2 separate regions of the Arachis hypogaea genome follow, and region 1 is linked to region 2. The links are chromatin contacts, called in public Hi-C maps. All regions are on one chromosome and are shown on one strand. Each heading gives the region's core, a stretch centred on a gene start, on an enhancer-like site or on the middle of the called end of the contact. The rest is flanking DNA. Distances are from core to core; before and after follow the strand shown. Region 1 overlaps LOC112738176 (pectinesterase). Region 2 holds the start of LOC112738174 (LEAF RUST 10 DISEASE-RESISTANCE LOCUS RECEPTOR-LIKE PROTEIN KINASE-like 2.4).

Region 1 (7,515 bases), core at 1,564-4,063, 110 kb after region 2:
AAAATTCAATAAATATTATAAATTTTAATATTTGTCCTTCTAACTTCTTCTTTACATATTTTACATGATATATATTCAAATTTTTATATAAAATAATAATGAAAAATCAAAGAATTGATACATTTTTTAAGAGGAAGGCTAATATTTCAGAAGGAGAACATATAATTTTTACAATATCAACACCTGTAGATAGTTCTTCTACTTTAATGAATCACGAAGAAAGTGAGATATAACCTTCAAAAGTTCAAAAAGTTTCATCTGATGACTTTAACCTTAACTTTTTAGAACGAGATCTTGAAAAATGACTTTAAATTTGGCAATATCACCCAAATCAGAGAATGAGATTAGACGAGCTTATCTTAAATGGGGTCCATATCAAAAATATTTTAACAATTATTTTTTATCTGACCTCCCAAAATTTTGTTTCAAGTTCCGCCACTGTTGCCACCTTTCATTGTTGTTAAGTAAAAACAGCTTGGATGCGGAAATCTTTATGGACCTTCATGGAAGAAAACAAAATAATAATAATAATAATAATAATAATAATAATAATAATAATAATAATAATAATAATAACAAAATTTAAAAAAAAAAGAAAGAAAGAAAGAAGAAGAAGAATGAATATGCCAACGAGCGTGTAGTTTAACCAGTTCTAGATAAGAAAACTCAAAATTGTTCTTTCTAAGTTCTAATACATTCACAAATATTTAACTTAAAAGCCTTTTTGAAAATTTGGGTTAAAATGATTCTTTAATTTTAGCCATCTATTATACTTCTTCTAAATTTATACTATTTAAATCAATGATACAATTCCACCGATATCATTAATTATATATATGAAGATGAAGGTAACAAGACAAAAAGACATGAATGCATCTATTTTGTTCAACAAGTACGATCATTTGGCCCCTATATATATAAGACATGTCCCATAGTTTTCAAGCATCATATCCAACTTTTTATAAATTTGCGTCTAATTTAAGGATTCTTTTCATATACTCTCCAAAATCACGTACAATTATACTTTTTAGATAGAATTTGTAAAAAAAATACGTCACATCAAAAAATAAAATAAAAATATCGTTGTATATATACAAATAATTAATTTACTGATAAAAATTTTATATAATAAATACAAGTATATATGTTATTTTAAATATTTACACGTCAAAATTTATATAAATAATATGGTCTGTCTTATAATTTAAATAAAATAATCATTAATAAAGCTCACTTTTATTATGATGAAGATGTGTAAGAGTCTCTGATTTCAGTGATTTGCCAAACTATATTTTAGTAATCAAATAAATAATAAGCCGATAATACAATATGAATGATAAACGTCTTTTTAACAAAGTGTATTAGGTACAGTTTGGGTAACTAACTTAATTAAGTTTTTTTTAATAAAATAACTTAAACAATAAATAATTCTATTAAAAATAATTTATAAATAAATTATTTTGTATTTAGATTTTTAATTCTAGAAATATTTATTTTATAGAAATATGATAAAAAATAGAAGTATTATAAAAAAAATTATTTTTTTTACTTCTCTATAAACTCCTAAATAACTTCTTAAAAAATTATAATTTGATTTTAAAAATTACATTAGACATTAATACTACTACTTTTCATAAAAAAAATTACTTTTAAAATTTTTCAAATGGACCCTTAATAAAGCAACATCCACGAAAACGACAAACGTAAAAGTTGAGCTGGATCCCACAATATAATAATAATTAATCAACCAATAGAATACAACGTAAACTGAGGTATTCGGTGATGGTGTTTAACTATTGAGTGCAAATAATATTGTCTATGAATATTATTCACTATCAGTTGTCAACGTTAGTTAGTAAATTATTCTGCACAATTCATACATGTTTTATAATACTTTGAAAAAGTATTGACTACTAATATATACTATCTACTAATTTATTATTAATAATTAATTATTATATTTTAAACATATATATAAAAAATACATTCAAAAGATATATTTATAAAAATATTTTTATTTAACATAATTATAAATAAAAGTTAACAGAAATTAATAAAATTTTTGTTGATAATGTAACAGAATTATAATTTTTTTTAGAATCATATTTTTTTTATGTATACAGTAATAATTTATTGATTAATAACAAATTTTTAAATAAAATTTAAATTTATAATAGATTAATTTTTAATTTTTTGACCAAATTAAAAAATTATAAAAAATAAAAAAAAATTACTAATTTAAAAAAATTATTGTATTTGAATGAAAAAAAAATAAAGCTCGAATAAATTTACATATAAGATATCTTTATCAGAGTGAGAAAATCTACCTAACCTAGCCAAAATTTTTGCAATGGTAGATTGTTTCGATTCAAGGATTATCTGATTATGTTAAAAAAGAAAATGTTCTTGCTTTTTATAGGCCGCGTAATGCAATATTATTGTTTTCTCATCTTAGTCGAATATATAATTGAACTACATCAATTAGTTAATTTAAAAAAGTTTTGTATATATTAACTTAATTTACATGATAATTTAAAGGTGAATATAAACCTTCATTACTTCAAATTTTTTCGTCGTGCCGGGTTGGTTCAATGTTGATTTCTAATATTAAATGGAGATGTTATTTTCTTGTTTATAGAGTAGTTGATTGGAGAGAAGGTAGTGGGCCATTTTGCGAGGTTAAGTTCTAAACATCTTTATCACGTTCCTTCATTATCTTATGCTTTTTAATTTCCATTATCATATGTGTGTATTATAATGAGAATATGCTATACCTTATAACTTGGTGCAAGGCGGCTTAACAGGACAATATAAAAGACTTGACTATATGCATATATGAATGACATGTGAATTTTGAACCATTCAATAATCTATCACTCTATCTCATCCTCGTTCAGCATTTTTGGCTAAAATTCTGCTAAGTAGAGAATGAAAATTATGAACAACAGAAATAACAGAATGCACCTGTAGACCCAATAACACTTTTATTTATTTTCATCTTTATTTATCATCATTAATCTATCTAACTTCCTACTAATTGCTAGGAGGCAGTAACTTTTGTGATTTGTAGTCATCAAATAACTATCAATGATGTTTTTAATGGTATGAGATTTCATCCAACAGTGTATGATTATTCATTTTTATTTTGCTAATTACATACTGGCCAAACCTCCTAGACTTTTCCTAATACAAATATTTAACATTAATTAAAGAGGGCCACAATCTTGATAGCTAGCTAATTGTATTCTGTTAAATCTAATTAATTAAAACTGAACCATGTATACTCATTATTTGATGCCAAAAATAAATGAACACAGTTGTCATATCTTTCATGGGAAGGAAAGAAAATAGGAATATGAATTGAAGGCCAAAAAGTATTTGTCAATTTTAGAAAATTAATTACATTTTATAATTAATTTTAATAGTTATAGTAAGTATTAGAAAATATAAAAATAAGATTGATGATCAGTAAGATTTACTTAATTTGTTATGAGATGCATAGTTAAGAATTATGGCTAGGGACATACATATGTTTGATTAGTGCCACGCTAGGATTCATCATAAAGCATTCTCACATAAGTCTAAAATATTTTTTTAGTCCATTTTTTTAAGTCAACGTCAATTAATTTTTTAATTTTTAATTTTTAATTTTAATTTTAATTATAACTCTAAATCCTAATTAAATTATCTAAGAAAATTAAGAATAATTTTATAATAAAAATGATTGATAGTAATTAATTAAAAATTAATTTCCTATACTTCTTTCTTATTGATTATTACATTACATGTAGGTTCGTGATGTTTACTTGTGTTATCTTGTAATTTCTTTTAAGTGTACTCTTCGCTTCTAATTTTTCCTAATACTCGATTTGACTACTTCAGAAAACAAAAAGGAAAAAAATGGGCAGTGTTACGGCACGTCATTTTAATTAATTAGCTTGTTTGTTTTCTAGAAGGAGAACTACTTTATTTATTCTTTACAGTTTACATCAATATTTTAATTTCTATCTGTCCGTCATTATCCATTTTGTGCATGCTTGTGGGTCCTTATGCAGGAATTTTAACAAACCCTTCCAATTGATGAGAAAACAGGAAACGACTTGACATCTCTACATATGGAACCAATTAATTTATATTATCGTAACAAATCAGCAAGGGCTTGATGCCTTTTTACAACTTTATTGAAACTATATACGTGACACTATAATATATCTATATATCTATCTATCTATATCTATAAATCCTTATACACATGGATTTTACAAATTGCACAAACTATTACATACAGTACCGTGAAGGCAATGGAAATAGTAGTAGACATAAAAACCAAGTACAGCATCTTTTTTGTCCCGTGTCTATACAAGGCAAATTAACACCCAACACAAACTACGTGACAATATACTGGTTCCCTACCCTGTATATTTTACAACCTTGATTGCTTTTTAGTTTCTAATGTACACATCTTATTTCATTCAAACTCATTATTAGAAAATAAATCGCCTTTTTCTTTTTTCGGCGTTATATTTTATAATAACAAAAAAATGAAGGATAGATGAGTACAAGAAATAGTGGTTGAGTAGAAATACGTATGGATACTAAATGAAATTATGATAAGGTGAAAATTCAAGGGTAATAAATTTCATTGATTGTACCTGAGTTTTCACCTTATGATAATATTTTGAAATGATTTACAAACCTGCATCAAAGGGGACACCAGTGCCGGGAATCCATGAACCACCAGCCAAGAAATCACCAACAGAAAACTTGACAGCCTCAGAGGGACTACTAATAACATGAAAGCCAGGCCAGTGAACCCTACCAGCAGTGTTAGCACCAGGACCAGTGTTCATGTACTCACCATAATAGAGTGTGCTGAGAGCAAAGCTTCCACTCCATGGTTTCCAACCGGCCGAGTTAATCAAGCCGTCTAGGCCGCTCTTCATGATCACGGTTCTTGAGTACTTCTGCCATGGACGCCCGAGGAAGGTCTTGAAGGAGCCCTGAACGGATCTCATGTCGCCGGCAGCAGTTATGCGGCTGTTGTGGATCACGATGCCGGTGTTCTCGTTGGGATCGGTTCTACCTTGGGCGGTGACGGTGATGTCCTGGTTGCCCATGGGTCTTCGGACGTAGATGTTGCAGTTTTGGAGGACGCAGGCGGCGTCGCCGAAGATGAAGTCCACGGTGCCGTACACGTCGCAGTCGCGGTAGAATTGGCGCTGGGCGTAGGCGTATAAGGTGTCTTGGTAGCCCTTGAAGCTGCAGCGGTAGAAGACGGAGTGGTCGGAGCCAGACCGGAGAGCTACGGCCTGGTGCTTCTGTGGACCCGCCGTGTTCTCAAAGGTTATGTCCCGCGCTATGAACCCGTCACCGGAAACCCCTGCCACAAACAAATTAAATATCACACCACCATCTTTATAACAATTTTCGTTAATAATTATTTGATTTTCTTTTCTTTTATGTCGTTTATAATTATTTAATTTCCTTAATTAATTTAGTCCATAAGTTTTTTTAGGTATAATTAATTCATTATCTGTTTCTTAATTAATCCATGGAATATGAAAAATACCGTATTTACCAACGTGGCTTAGGCTTTATAAAACACTTGAAAATATTCTGGTAAAAATGTGCATATATCGATCTTTATGTAAACTCAATAGACAAAATTTATTAAATAAAAATTTAATTAAATTATTTAATAATTTTTAATTTTTAATTTTACATAAAAATAATTACATAAAAATTGTTACCAAATTTTTTTATGTGATATTAATAAGGTTCATATTAAAATATTTTTTAAGATTCTTTTAAGTTTGAAAACACAGTAGTGTTAAGAAAATATATTATATTAATTATATGATAATTAAGAAATTAATATTAATGAAAGGCTATAAATGATATTAGTATATAATAAAAATAATTTAGTATGCAGTAGTAGGAGTATAAAAAGTTAGAGGTTGGAAGAAAAGTAGCAATAATAGTGATGAGATGTTGTAAAATGACATGCGAATAGGAAAAGGAAAATGATGATGAATTGATTATTGATGATCCGTATCACTTTGTTGTACAGAAATGAGTACCGCCAGTGACAGTGCATGTCCTTTTCCGGCGTCCAGGGGTACGCTTATCTTTGAATTGGTTCATCATTATTATAATATTTTATTGTAACGTGTGCATGGTAAGATAATAATAATAATAATAATAATAATAATATGAATATGAAGAGTTACCAAATGTAGCTGAACGGAAAGTGGTGGATCCATCTTGTGCGTTACCGTCAGCAGTGACAACGGTAGCGTCAATTCCATCTCCAACTATCATTATGTTCTTCACTGTCTTCTTGATATCAACATTCTCTTTGTAAACTCCTGCTTTCACGTGCACCACAACCCTCCTTCCTCCCCCAATCCTAGCGGCGGCCGCCACTCCCTCCGTTATCGTCTTGTAGTTCCCACTCCCGTCTTGCGCCACCACCACGTCACCCTTTGGTGGTGTCGCCGCCTGAAGAAGCCTCCTATCGGAAACCGATAGCCATTCAGGGAAGCCATGTCCGTGTTTGTTATGATTTGATGATGATGAAAGCAATAACCTCCTCCTTCCTCTGACTTCTTGCTCCGCTTCTAACATGGACACGGCCTTGGTGATGGACTGTTGGGAATAAGACACAATTCCCCCTTGAGAAAACACCTTTGACAGAGAAATAAAATAGACACAATCACAACACAAGAATTTAACGTGGAAACTCCAATTACCGGAGAAAAAACCACGGCCGTTGTCAAATGACAACCAGAGAATATCACTATGTGAAAATTGTTACAACACATAGACTTCTTTCTCTCACCGGCACCCCAGTACACCCACACTCTTTCAAAGCAAATATCTAACTACACCTCACAACACTCTCTAATCAAAGAGTACAGAGGAAAAGAAAAATCAGATACAAGCTTAAAGTGTTTCTGACTGGTGCAAAAACAAATGGAGAACTTAGCCTCATATTTATAGCCTAGGCCACCCACTCCATTTGCTATCCTAAGCAATGTGGGACTAATTCAACCAAATCCTAACAATCTCCACCTTGATTGAAATAGTCACACATCTTCAGCTTCCATTGTCAACACCGACAATTCTTTGCTGCCATTGTCTATACCGACAATCATAGTTCAGAGAACTATCATACTCCACCATGAAAGTATACTCACTTGGAATTAGACCACTCCAAGAATTTCGCCTTGGTACAGATCGAAACCTTGCTGAAAATTCATGGTGCAACTTCCAAATTGGCTTTTCCTGGAAGTTCTTCAGCCATCGACCTAACTCCGCCACACACCTTGCATCTCAACGCCAACCAATGCCCGTGTGCAATTGTGGACCCGATTGCCACAACTTATCCTTATCCATGGCAGTGCGGTAATACCATGAGGATACTTCTTGTCTTCTAGAGAACATCATCTTCTCTCATAGAGAGAGCAACCAGAGATCTTCTCCTTCAACGCCTTGTGCAAACCTGATTGTATC
Region 2 (7,688 bases), core at 4,275-6,774:
ATAAAAATTAAATAAGAAATTTATTTATAATTTATTATTTAATTAAAATTATATTTTTAAGAAATTTTATATATCAATTAAGTAATTTCTTATATATGATTTAAAGCTTTAGTAATTGAATGCTAATAAGAATTTTATATGCTTTAATTTGAATAACAGATTTTTAGCTCTATTTTATAATTTAAAGAAAACTTCAAATCTCCAAATATTGAATTAGAGTGTTGAGTTGAAAATAATTTGTAAATTGATGATTAAATGATAATTGTATAAATATTACTATTGGATTCAAAATTAGTTTTCAATTACTATATTAACCTTTAATTTTATTAAAATTACTAAATTGCCCAAAATCTCCAACTTCATACACAAAACCTAATCCCCAAATTGAACCCATTAACCCTTAGCCACCGCCTCACCACCGCCACAACTAATCTTTTTCCATATACACACACGCGTAACACCATCCACACACACACAACACCACTCACACACACAGAGACGCTGAAGAAAGAAAGGGAAAAGAGAGAATGGGGAAGAGCAGAGGGAAGAAAGGGAGAACGAGAAGGAAGGAGAGAGGAGAAGGGAAGAAGAGCGTCACCGCCGCGCCACCACGCCTCGCCGTCGAACCCGTCCCGCTGCTGTCACCAATACTGACTAAGAGAGAGAGAGAGAGAGAGAGAGAGAGAGCTGCCACTGGAGCCGTTGTCGCGCCTTCGTCGCCGTTATTCGAATTTTAGATTTGAATAACAAATTGATAATCATTATGTTTTGAAAATAATTTTTAACTATAATATCTTCTTACATTAATTCTTAAAAAACCTCTACTAAGAACCCTTTCGAGGACGATGTTCTCACTCCCCTACAGACTTTCTTTTCAGGAAACGGACGAAGAAGCTTATGAAGAATTTTTAAGTTTAGCTTATGCGATATGGATGTATTAATTCAGTTATTATTTATTCTTTTCTCCCCATTAATATTATAATTATGTAAAAGGGATAGGAGTTGTATGATTTGTATGTATATAATATGTATAAGTTACTTGAGTAAGGAGTTTTGTTTATGTATATGCTTGTTTTTTTTATTGTAAAAGTATTTTTTCCCGATTTTTCAAATAAAAAAGCGACACGGTTTCAAGTCAAGGGCTCATATTTTATTATTAAGTACATGAAGTCATCGTAATACCTCTTGCTATTAGAGTGGCGCATCTGGAAGCGTGATATTCTGATAGTGATGGTGTTACATTATGGTATCAAAGTAGTCTTTCCTATAGAGCCTGAGGAATGAACTGACTATGCTTCACTGCATACTCTGAGAGTCTGTCATGATTTATGACTTGTTCTGATAACAAGAGTTCGAGTTTTATATGCATGACTGTCTGATGATTAACGCTGTTAGTCTACCATTGCATACTTCATGGTATTAGGTCTGGCCAACTTAATACTAATGATTTATGTACATGGGAACACTAATGGGTTGTCATTGACGAAATAGAAGTAATATGTAATGAGAATTACGGGATTTGGGAGCGTTAGAAGTTATGGAGTTAGTTTCGGGTTGATGTATAATCTTTATTTGTGCCACGCGAACTTGTGCCATCTCTTTCTTCATTGTTTTCTTTGGAATTCTTTGTTTCGAATGTTTTCCAACCATACTTATTTTTTCTTGTATACCTTTGCTTGCCTGTGAATCTGATTGCTTACTTGACCCTTTTAAATATTCATCCTTGACAATGCCTATACTTCTATTCATAGATTCTATTTTCTTTAATTTAAGTTTAAACTTATTTTATTATAACAATTTTCGAGAACGAAAATTTTTATAAATGGGGTAGGATGTAAGATCTCGGATTTATAAAAATTAAATAAAAATTTATTTATAATTTATTATATTTAATTAAAATTATATTTTTAAAAAATTTTATATATCAATTAAGAAATTTCTTATATATGATTTAAAGTTTTAGTAATTGAATAATAATAAGAATTTTATATGCTTTAATTTGAATAATAGATTTTTAGCTCTATTTTATAATTAAAAAAAAACTAATATGATTATCTCAAAATATTGAATTAGAGTATTGAGTTGAAAATAATTTGTAAATTGATAATTAAATGATAATTGTATAAATATTACTATTGGATTCAAAATTAGTTTTTAATTACTATATTACCCTTTAATTTTATTAAAATTACTAAATTGCCCAAAATCTCCAACTTCATACACAAAACCCTAATCCCCAAATTGAACCCATTAATCCCTAGCCACCGCCTCACCACCGTCACACCCCATCTTTTCCATATACACACACGCGTAACACCATCCACACACACATATAACACCACTCACACACACACAAAGACGCTGAAGAAAGAAAGAGAAAAGAGAGAACGGGAAAGAGCAGAGGGAAGAAAGGGAGAACGAGAAGGAAGGAGAGAGGAGAAGGGAGGAAGAGCGTTGCCGCCGCGCCACCACGCCTCGCCGTCAAATCCGTCCCGCTGCTGCCACCAATACTGACGATGAGAGAGAGAGAGAGAGAGATATTGGGTAGAGAGAGAGAGAGCTTGTGAGGGAGCTGCCACTGGAGCCATTGTCGCGCCTTCGTCGCCGTTATTCGAATTTTAGATTTGAATAACAAATTGATAATCATTATGTTTTGAAAATAGTTTTTAATTAACTATAATAGCTTCTTACAATAATTCTTAAAAATCCTCTACTAAGAACCCTTTCGAGAACAATGTTCTCACTCTCCTATAGACTTTCTTTTCAGGAAACGGACGAAGAAGCTTATGAAAAATTTTTAAGTTTAGCTTATGCGATATGGATGTATTAGTTCAGTTATTATTTATTCTTCCCTCGCCATTAATTTTATAATTATGTAGGAGGGATAGGAGTTATATGATTTGTATGTATATAACATGTATAAGTCACTTGGGTAAGGAGTTTTGTTTATGTATATGCTTGTTTATTTTATTGTAAAAATATTTTTTCCGATTTTTCAATAAAAAAAAAAACAGTGACACAGTTTCAAGTCAAGAGCTCATATTTTATTATTAAGTACATGAAGTCGTCGTAATACCTCTTATTATCAGAGTAACGCAGTAGAAAGCGTGACATTCTAATAGTGAGGGTATTACATATTGTATGCTTACATAAGTTTTTTAAAAATAAAATGACATTATCAAAATATAAATAGCAATCTTTATTTTATATATATATGTCACAAACAGATTAATAAATAAATTATGTTAGTCATATATTCTACAAATAATTTAAATATTAAAACAATTTTAAATTTTGAAATAGTACTAAATTGTTTATTTATATTATTTTTATTATTTTTTAATGAATATAAATCTTTTAAAATAAAAAAAATTAATAAAATAATAGAGAGAGAATTTAATCATCATTAGATTTATTTTTATTATACATAAATTCTACTATTTTAATTTAAGAAGAGGAATGTTTAAAAATAATCAGAATTTATTATTTTTAATCATTAATATTTAAAAGGGTTAAGTACTGAAATCGTCCCTAAGGTCTGGGGTCAAAATCAAAATCGTCTCCGACCTTTTTTCGTTATTAAAATCATCCTCAACATTCAAAAACGTTTTAAAATCATCCTTTTTACCAATTTTATTTTTTTTATTACCAAACTACCCCTCATTAAAAAAATTATAAAATAAAATAAATATAATTATAAAATAAAATAAATAAAAAATAAATAAAAAAGAAAGTAAAGAAAGGATAGAGATACAGAGAACGGGGGGTGGGGTGTGAAGAGAAAGAAAGAAAGGGGGGGGGAGAAAAAGGGGGCAGGGGGGAGGGGGAAGGGAAGGGCACCACCGCACCACCGCCGCACCATCGCACCGCCTTGTCGCCGCCTTGCCGCCCTGCACCACCACTTTCTTCTTCTTCTTCTTCTTCTTCTTCTTCTTCTTCTTCTTCTTCTTCTTCTTCTATTCATGGAACGTGAGAAGCAGATGAATAATCATCTCCTCGCCGCCGCCACCGGTCTTCATTACCGCCGCCGCTCTGCTTCTCGGGGAAAGGGGGAAGGGAACGCGAAGGGAGAAGAGGGGGGAGGGAGGGTTTCGGGAAGAAGAGGGGGAAGGGGAACTCTCCTCGCCACCGCCACTGGTCTTCATTACTCTCTTCGCTGCCGCCGCCGCTCTGCTCCTCAGGGAAAGGGGGAAGGGAACGCGAAGGGAGAAGAGGGGGGAGGGAGGGTTTCGGGAAGAAGAGGGGGAAGGGTTTCGGGAACGCGAAGGGTTTCACGGACGCCGCCGCTCTTCGCTGCCGCCGCCACCGCTGCTCCTCGCCGGTTTCTGGTTTCTGATTTCTTGTGGTTTCTGGTTTCTTGTGGTTTCTGGTTTCTGATTTGTTGTGGTTTCTTGTGGTTTCTGGTTTCTTGTTATTCTGATGATGATGATGATGATGATGATGATGATGATGATGACCATGATGATAATGGTGGTGGTGGTGGTGGGTTCTTGTTCATCCTGTACTTCTTTTTTAAAATTTTTTAATTATGTTGTTGTTAATTTTGGATCTGAAATTATAGTTAATGATTGATGAATTGTTTAATTTAAAATTTTTGTTGATTTGATTTTGATTGTTGCTGTTGGTGTTGCTGGATTGTTGGTGGTTATGGTGTAGCGATGGTGGTGATGATGATAATGCAGAGGGTTGATGATAATACAGAGGTTAGTGGTGAAGGGGGAGAAACTTTTTAATTTTTGTATAAGGGCAAAATTGTCCGAAAAATTTTATTTATGGACAAAAGGACGATTTTATAACATTTTGTAACGTTGGGGATGATTTTAATAACAAAAAAAGGGTGGGGACGATTTTGATTTTCACCCCAGACCTTAGGGACGATTTCAGTACTTAACCCTATTTAAAAATATAAAAACGTTTAGTATAATAGTCTTGGTACACCTGGCTCCGATGAAATTTCACTTTCAAGCTACTCCTTTTACGTCCAAAAAGTCTTGAATCATGGGTTTCATTTCAGCACTATGCCATCGATCTTGTTTAACCAAACATGAATCTATCGCTCTCTTATCTTCTCCTCCTAGAATTTTCAAATGAACACGCTTATCACTAATCACTTTAGTCTACACAATATATAATATTATATATGCTTTAGATTTTTTTTTCCACAGTATCTCCCCAATCTAACATGTGAAAAATTAATTTGTCATTAAAAATTTTATTTAAGAATTTATCATTAGTCGTAATTAGTTATTTTATACATAAAATAGAATTTAAATTCTTAATACTTATTTAAATAGACTAATAAACTAACTACTAATCCAATTCAATTTATTTATATACGTTAGTTATTTAAATGAATAAAATTTAAACGGTATGGACTAAAGAAATTTTAAGTAAATAAAACTTTTAACGATTTTTCTATAAAATATTATGTAGTAGCCCGCCGCTTCCAAGAAAAGTCTAGCCAAAGTCCAAGTCCAAATTTTTCGCGTGATTAATTTGTTGTTTTCCTCTATTCCCTGAAAGTGAAACAACTAAGAAACTCTCTTTATTAGCTTCTCCGAGTCATTATTATTTATTAATAAGAGCTCCTCAACAGTAATAATAACTAATAAGAGCTCCTCCATCTCCATAAGACCATAACCTTGTTTCATTCTCTGCATAGAATCATGAGTAACACCATTCTTGTTTTCTTTTTCTTCTTCTTTATAACTCTGCAGCAATCCTACTCTGAAAACAATGACACCTCATACTCCATTTGCAGCAAACCATTCAGCTGCGGAACACGCATCACCAACGCATCGTACCCTTTCTGGGGAGGGAACAGACCCCAGTTTTGTGGAACCAATGGTTTCAAACTCACCTGCACCAACAACACTACTTCACTTCAAATTGGTTTGCAAAAGTTCCATGTACTTGCCATAAACCAAACTCAGAGTACCATGAGACTCGTCAGAACAGACTTTGTCTATGATCGCTGTTCTTCCAACCTCACCAACACTTCTCTCAATGGAAGTCCCTTTCATTTTCTCCCAAACACTCTTCACAATATCACTATATTCTACGATTGTCCATCTGGGAGTCATTACACCAACAATTTTACGTGCCAGAATGATAGCAGCAAACGTGGTTTCTATGCTGTCAATGGAACTCAGGCTCAGCAGTTTCGGAACTGTGGGGTTAGTGTTCAAGTGCAAGTTTCAGGTTCTGTAGGGAATAATCTCAAGGGAGCATTGGATGAAGGGTTTGATGTTCAGTATGATGCAGACTTGTCTTCAAAGTGCAAAACATGCACGGAATCTGGAGGAGTATGTGGCACCAATAACGAAACTGATTCCTCTCAGTTTTCATGTTATTGCCCCACTGGAACTCATGCTTCTGCTTGTTCTTCTCATAAAAGTATGTTCTCTTTTAATTTTCTCTTGCAAATTTACCATTTAAGTTTATCTAAGTTTGGATGAATTAGCAATGAGTTCACTTATCGGCTTAAATAAGTATTAGAAATTTAAATAATTCTGTCTTATATATGGATTATAAAACAATTTATTAACCATCATAAATTCTTAAATAAAATTCAGATTCATGACAAATTAGTACATAACTTATTTGATTGAAAATATTGTAAAAATTAAAAAAAATAAACATTTATCTAAACTCTACAACACAAATGTATAATTATCTTGATTTTTTATAATAATTAGTCTTAAGGGACTTCTCAATTAGCCTTTGGATTAAGTTCAAATGTGTGAAGAGGAATGCAATGGGATCGGAGTTATGCCAATCGTAGTCCAAAAACAACAGAAAGAGAGTCAAAATTCATCTAACAATAATAATAAATAAAATCCAATTACCAAATGGTCTTTTTATTCCCTATATTATAATCTTATACCAAAAGCTAAAAGCAGAAGAGCACCATCACTACTAGTATCGAAAAACCAACTATGACTAATTTTCTTGTGTTCACATTGACTTAGGTGTCTAACCTCTCTACTGTACTAAATAAATTAATATAGCATGTGTGTCATGAGAACAGAGATGGATTTGGTTACATATAAATGGGATCTCCAATTCTCCATTGCAATGATTGCTCCTTAAGATACTCTTAAATTATAGCACATACCTTTTTTCTAGCGTATTAAAATTGACTTAAAGACGTTCCCACCTAACAATGCCCCTATTTTCCGTGTTTATAAAAATGCATACTCTCTGCAGCTGTGAAATAATAAATCTGATGGGATAAACATTGCCAATTAGCTTAATTAGTGAAAGAGATATTAAAATAATAAAGATGATTGACATTGTCACATAGGAACAAATTTAACATGTCTAAATTGTCACCTAGTTCCCCACAGTTGTTGACTTGTCACTACCTTTCTCCGTAATTTAATGCATCCTACATGATGCTGTGGTGTGACGGATACTATCAGCAGATATCGTGTAACGCATGCTTTATTTAGCATTGAATATTTCTTTTTAAGGAAAGTAGCTGTAACATTCTCTACTTTTTTTATATCTAAAGTTGTAAAACTCAAAAAGTGAAATATTTTCCCATTTGACAATCACTTCTCCACACTACTCATCTAATTATGATTAATTTTCCCCCCTCTTGGCAGGTAGTTCGAAGCACAAAGTCTTGAAGCTAGTTTTAGGTACAAGTTTTTTCAAATAAATTTGTTACCTAATAATATGAA

The links. Hi-C and Micro-C count contacts between places; a contact is called where the count stands out from the background.
Region 1: a contact with region 2 is called in a Hi-C map of leaf, with 4 times the contacts expected there. The contact joins the enhancer-like site here to the promoter of LOC112738174 in region 2. A contact is called at or near these places in 4 of 8 Hi-C or Micro-C datasets (all in leaf).

The regions. Positions count from the first base shown.
Region 1 is chr13:39,914,373-39,921,887 of arahy.Tifrunner.gnm2.J5K5, forward strand. LOC112738176 (pectinesterase) reads right to left here. Exons shown (of 2, transcript XM_029291578.2): 1 at 6,231-7,515; 2 at 4,115-5,380. The coding sequence starts at 6,627. The coding sequence ends at 4,689. Among protein-coding and RNA genes, the nearest start is that of LOC112738176, 5.4 kb to the right of the region's middle. Within about 2 kb of position 2,814, at least 1 of the 3 cell types and tissues checked has open chromatin away from gene starts, as enhancers often do.
Region 2 is chr13:39,802,997-39,810,684 of arahy.Tifrunner.gnm2.J5K5, forward strand. It overlaps LOC112738174 (LEAF RUST 10 DISEASE-RESISTANCE LOCUS RECEPTOR-LIKE PROTEIN KINASE-like 2.4), which reads left to right and starts at 5,525. Exons shown (of 3, transcript XM_025788504.3): 1 at 5,525-6,396; 2 at 7,611-7,646. The coding sequence starts at 5,667.